Regions from separate parts of the Mus musculus genome. Here region 1 is linked to region 2. A link is a contact called in public promoter capture Hi-C data. All regions are on one chromosome and are shown on one strand. The core of a region is the stretch at or near the end of the contact, and the rest is flanking DNA. Distances in the headings are between cores, read along the strand shown. Region 1 holds the start of 4930556I23Rik (a long non-coding RNA gene). Region 2 overlaps Mgat4a (mannoside acetylglucosaminyltransferase 4, isoenzyme A).

Region 1 (2,700 bases), core at 60-2,559, 160 kb before region 2:
GACCCGAGGAACCAGAGTTACAGATGGTTGTGAGCCACATGTGGATGCTGGGACTCAACCTCAGGTGCTCAGGCAGAGCAGCCGGCACTCCTCCCTGGGCCCCCCAGCCCTCCTCCCTGGGCCCCCCAGCCCTCCTCCCTGGGCCCCCCAGCCCTCTTTATGCTCATTTTAAAAATGTATCTTTTGGCTCAGATGAAATTATCCAAGTGCAGGTTATAAAGAATTTACCAGAACTATGTCTTGTGCCTTTGGGCTAAGAGGTGACAGAGTGCTCAGTACCCAGCACTGAGCTTTGAGGAGGTGAGAGAGGCTGGCCTGGCCTTCAACAAGCTACTTCTCTGCTCTGATTTCAAACTGGAATGGCAAGTTCCTCGGGTTGTGAATTTAATCTTATCAGAACTGTTCGAGGAATATGTTGTTAGCCAAGAAAATAAAGTTCAAACCCTGAGAAAATGTTCCGTCTGTTTCGAAGAGAGTAGCTGCCTCTGGGATAGGGATGGGAGTGAGGGTGAGACACAGGAAGAGTTCTGCGGGAGCTCCTGGTCACTAAGTGAAGAAATGGCAGGAGAGGGCAAAGAGGGCCCTTTAAAAGAATGTAGAGCAGGAGAAGAAAAACAGCCGGTGTTAACCATGCAGGCCCCAACTTCCTGTGTCAGGTGAAGACAGATGGTTGTAGAAATGGCATCACGTCCCACAAAGGGAATGTTTTTAGCGCGTCAAGTAAATCCGGAGTGGGGGCGGGTGGCTGGTCCCAAATGTAGACTCTTATCAAAGGCATCCTATCTGTGCATACATTCCAGCTCCTCCCAGAGAGAAGGCCCTGGTAGAAATTAGCTCCAAAGTGCACAGGTTGGGGTGGCAGCTGCATCTTGTGGTTTTGGCGGCTCAGACCAGAGGAGGTAATCTATTTGAGACATCTATAGAAGAAAAAAAAAAATGAAGTTTGCTGAAGAGAGGCTTTGGCTCAGGGGGGAATGGGAAGTGGGGGTCTCTCTGAGACTCTACTCCTCAATCCTACCACTCCTCAGCCCCCTGAACCAAGCAAAGCAATATAACACACCTTGTATGGGAGAGAAGCTGTGGGTGGGACTGAAGGGGAGAGTGGGACTATCTGCCTAACATTGCTCCTTCTTGGCCTTTATCACAGAAAAGGGTCAGCCTCCTGCGGCTACAGGTCCTGGGGCTGATGGGCAACCCACCCCACCCTGGATCACCATGGCCCGGCAGAAGAGAAGAGGAGCCCCAGACCTGCCCGTCAACCAGGAAGAGAAACCTGGGTCGAGGATCCTAAAGACAGAAACTGGGAAGCAAGCCAAGGTGGCCGAGAGAGCCCAGGTTACCACTCTTTTTCTGTGGCGTTCGGGGTGGGGGTGGGGTGAGGAGGGCAGCGATCTTGTGAGGGTGTGGTGGGAGCAGGTACCGCTGTGCTCACAGAGGTCCTGCATGAACATCACAGAGATGCCGTGCCTACCGTGATGGCTGACATGCGCAAAGGCAGTACGTCAGCTTGTGGACCCCGTGATGGAGCTAGCTGCCTCTTTGCCTGTGTGGGCTGGTAGAAATGCAGTGGCGCCCGAGGCTGCTCTGGCCTCCTAGGCAACGCAGCTCAGCCTCTGGAAAAAAATTGAAGACAGTTAAAACAACGGCTCCCTTCAGACACACGCTAATATGGTCACCAGCTCCACCTCAGCCCCTTGTGTGATGATAAATGAAGCCTGCTCTGGCTGCTGCCTGCTGGCTTCCCTTTTCCCTCACCTGGGGCTGCACAGCCAAAACCTGGAGTTGCATGTTGTATTCAACTGAAAACAGCTCTCACCAACCCCAACAACTGTGCTGATGCACCCTCTGCTAACCAGTACAATAAATGGGGTTCTGCTGTCTAGGAAAGGGAGCCTGCGCTGCAATAGGACCTGCTTCCCTTCCTGCTAATGCAATCCTCAGTTGTGTCTACACAGCTGAAGACCTGTATGTAGCATTGAGGAGGGGAAATTACAGTGCGAAATGTTAGCCCATTTCAGCTGCTGCCATATAGTGTGTATCATAAAACCATTCCCTACGGCTTTCACATAGAGTCCTCGCTCTATACCATCTGGGGCTGAGACTGGGCTGTCCAGGCAAGCAAGGAGCCACCATGCACACGTGGGCTGCAGGAGGCTGGCACAAGTCAGCTCTGGCATTTTGGTGGGTGATGCCGGTGCACAGAGCCCCTTTCCAGAAAGTGCCAGCAGCAGGGTGCATCTTGGAAGAGACATTTTGTAGCTAAGACACTTGGAGTATTTACCCACTCTGAGTCTGTTATCCTTGGGCAGCACCTGTCATTTTGTGTCTCCGTAGGAGTCTGTGAAGCAGGGTGACTTCGTCCGGAGCAAATCTTTCCTGATGACCCCTGCAAAGCCTGCTGTGACCCAGAGGCAGGGGTCAAAACTGAACCTCAAGGAAGGGCTACAGAGAGGAATCTCACTGTCCCATCAGAACTTGGGTATGAGACTGGCTTTTATTTCCAAATACTTTGGCACACACTCATGCACGCGCACACAGATATATATATTTACACATACACACACACATATATATATTTCTTCCTATGATTGGAGTTTGTGTTATTGAATCATTTTGCCATGTTGAGCAGTGTTTTTTTAATGTAGTCCCCCCCCCCTTTTTTTGAGAAGGAATTTACATGAGATAACGGTCACCCATATC
Region 2 (2,700 bases), core at 51-2,550:
TGTTTCAATTTTCTTTGTATGATTTTTGTAGTTACTTGGAACATAGTAGGGTTACAGTCTGACTGCTTACCCTCAATTCAAGCCATGGAAGTTACCTTTGCTTTATCTGCTCCCCCTACCTTGTTATTGATGCAAATCATCTCTTTATAAACTTTTTTTTAAGATTAATTTATTGTTATATGTAAGTACACTGTAGCTGTCTTCAGACACACCAGAAGAGGGCGTCAGATCTCATTACAGATGGTTGTAAGCCACTGTGTGGTTGCTGGGATTTGAACTCAGGACCTTCGGAAGAGTAGTCAGTGCTCTTAATCACTGAGCCATCTCTCCAGCCCCACTTTAGAAACTTTTTTATGTGTCTCATATCCTCTAGGCTGACCTTGAACTCCTGACCTCGCAAGTGCTGGGATCCCATGCTAGGAGAGCCCTGTGTCAGCTGAGCCCCGTACCTCTGTGTCCCCTGCCTCTTTTCATATTGCACATCCATGGGTGTAAGTGTGTGATTGCTTTGTGTGCTTTGGGTTATGGTGTCACCCAAACGTCTGTCTGGTTGGTATATATTGTTGTTCTCCCTATGGGGTTGCAAACCCCTTCAGCATCTTCAGTCCTTCCCCTAACTCCTCTATTGGGGACCCCACGCTCAGTCTGATGGTTGGCTGCGAGCTAGTGGTAACAGGTCGGGGGTGTCACGCCTACCCTTCCCTTTATCCGGGTCTTTTGTCTGGGAGGAGCTGAGACATGCTTCACAGTTGCTGCTTCTGGAATCCTCTCTTCTCTGGACTCGTGGGTAGAACCCCAGTGCGATTGGCTGATTTCCACTCTGGTGTGTGCACCTCCATTCTTTGAGGATGTGTGTGGGAATCCTGTGTCTCTCTGATGGAGTGTTCCTCAGTGCTCATCTGTGGCACTGCAGTTGCTGTCACCAAGTCTTGGCCTTTACTCCTGGCCTCTGGTGAGTGCCTGCCTTGTTCCTATCCATGTTTGAACAGGACAGAAACAACAGCACTGTCAGGACGCAGACCAGAGAGTCAGAGGCCAGAGAGTCAGGCTCCAGAGACTTGGAACTAATGTCTCTGGTGAGGGGGGGAGCCGGGATGCCCAGGGGAGGGCTCTGGCTGTTGTATGCTCTGGCTTTAAAGCCATGTTTCTGGGGATAAAGGAGGGTCTTGAGTTTGCTTTTTTGCTGTCTTGCTGATGGCTTAAATCTCTAACAGGAAAGCACATACACACACACACACACAGCCTCAAAACCAGTCCTCTTATCACAGCATAATACGGAAAGCTTTAAGGTGGTTTTCCGTCATTTCTTGGAGTAACATGATCCTGTGCTATCATCCTTTGTTGGTCATTTAGATTGTGTCTAAGTGTTCAGCTCTCCAAAGATTAATGATGTTTTTCTGAAAATGATCCATTTCCCCAAAGCTTGTTCCTCAGGAAACTGGGTTGCTGTCTATTCTGATCTTCATAATTGGGCAGCAGGAGACTCCTCTCAGTGAGTCCGTCGCCGTCTAGCTACAGAGGATTAGGACAGAAACCACACTCGCTTCAAAAGCCTTCAGATTGAGGGCTTGGAATGTTTGCAAGGGAAAGGGATGGCTTAGGGAGAGCCAAGGAAAACAGGGCCAAAGACAGGGAATCAAAGGAATTTCTCTCACACCTCAGAGATGTTCCCTAGGGCTGTGCCTCCATGGTTGCAAACCTGGGGCTTTCGAATCCACAGCTTCTAAAGGGTGCTTGTGGGCAGGAGGTGGTCCAGGGGAGAGTACTGGCCAGTCCTCATGCCACCCTGTATTCATTTCCCAGTGCTGGAAAAATACAAGGTACTTAAAAGAAGAGCAGAGCCAGGCCAATTGCATTATCAAGGATTTATGCTTAAAGAAAATACCAACCAGCCTGGGGTTATGCCCGTGGGCTGGGCTGGTTTACAGTGGCCTGGCCAAACCATTTCTTGAAGGGCTGCGTTACCCAGCATCAGCTCATGCTCTCATGGTAGGTGACCCAGGGCTCCGACGCCTCTCACAGGAATTTCCCTCATTCACTATGATGTTTAACCTTCAGATTTCCACTCAAGGGTCACGTTTTTGTGGACATTTCCTGTCTCAGTGTTCCCAAAGTGCTTTGCATATCCCAATAATGATGCAGGCAAGCGTAGGGAATAGTTTAGCGATCTCGGACTCTGCTTGGTTTGAGCATACGCTCCTCTCCAAATACTGCCTGAGGCACTTATCTGCACATATTTGCACACAAGCTCTTTCCCTAACACTGTACCCCAGAACCTGTGAGCAACCTAGGACCCCAACCTGCTGTATGCACACCCCACAGCCACAGTGAAGTAAGTTCCTTCTCCTCTTCAACAGATTCTATCCATTCATACTCCTAACAGAGAGGTTGGTCTGAGCTGAACTGTTTTGGGGTGCATGTACAGTAAGGCAAAACTGTGTCCTTTTTGGAGGGGGTTCGGGACAGGGTTTCTCTGTATAGCCCTGGCTGTAGAGACCAGGCTGGCCTCGAACTTAGAAATCCACCTGCCTTTGCCTCCTGAGTGCTGGGATTAAAGGCGTGCACCACCACTGCACATGTGCCGGCATGAAACTGTGTCCTTAAAGGAAACTCTTACGGAGAGTCCCCTATTCACATCTGAGACCTGTGCATAATGCGGCATGCACATAATTAAAGTCAGACACATCATGGGACAGGGCG

The links. Promoter capture Hi-C pulls out the DNA fragments that hold promoters and counts their contacts.
Region 1: a promoter capture Hi-C map of the HPC-7 cell line shows a contact between it and region 2. The contact joins the promoter of 4930556I23Rik here to the enhancer-like site in region 2. A contact is called at or near these places in 16 of 39 promoter capture datasets (the 3T3-L1 cell line, 3T3-L1-derived adipocytes, the C10 cell line and 9 more), 11 of 484 Hi-C or Micro-C datasets (the C2C12 cell line, Th1 cells, bone marrow-derived macrophages and 8 more), 3 of 115 datasets of contacts at active chromatin or transcription factors (the HPC-7 cell line, large pre-B cells and microglia) and 3 of 9 other capture datasets (adipose tissue, liver and pancreatic islet).

The regions. Positions count from the first base shown.
Region 1 is chr1:37,613,116-37,615,815 of GRCm38.p6, reverse strand. 4930556I23Rik (a long non-coding RNA gene) reads right to left here and starts at 1,309. Exons shown (of 2, transcript XR_373329.1): 1 at 1,249-1,309; 2 at 443-917. It overlaps Cracdl (capping protein inhibiting regulator of actin like), which reads left to right. Exons shown (of 10, transcript NM_028096.1): 8 at 1,148-1,335; 9 at 2,335-2,479.
Region 2 is chr1:37,457,786-37,460,485 of GRCm38.p6, reverse strand. The region is part of intron 8 of Mgat4a (mannoside acetylglucosaminyltransferase 4, isoenzyme A); the gene reads left to right. Among named protein-coding and RNA genes, the nearest start is that of Unc50, 29 kb to the right of the region's middle. Within about 2 kb of position 1,300, at least 8 of the 459 cell types and tissues checked have an H3K27ac peak or open chromatin away from gene starts, as enhancers often do. A contact at or near this core is called in the HPC-7 cell line, where this site is marked.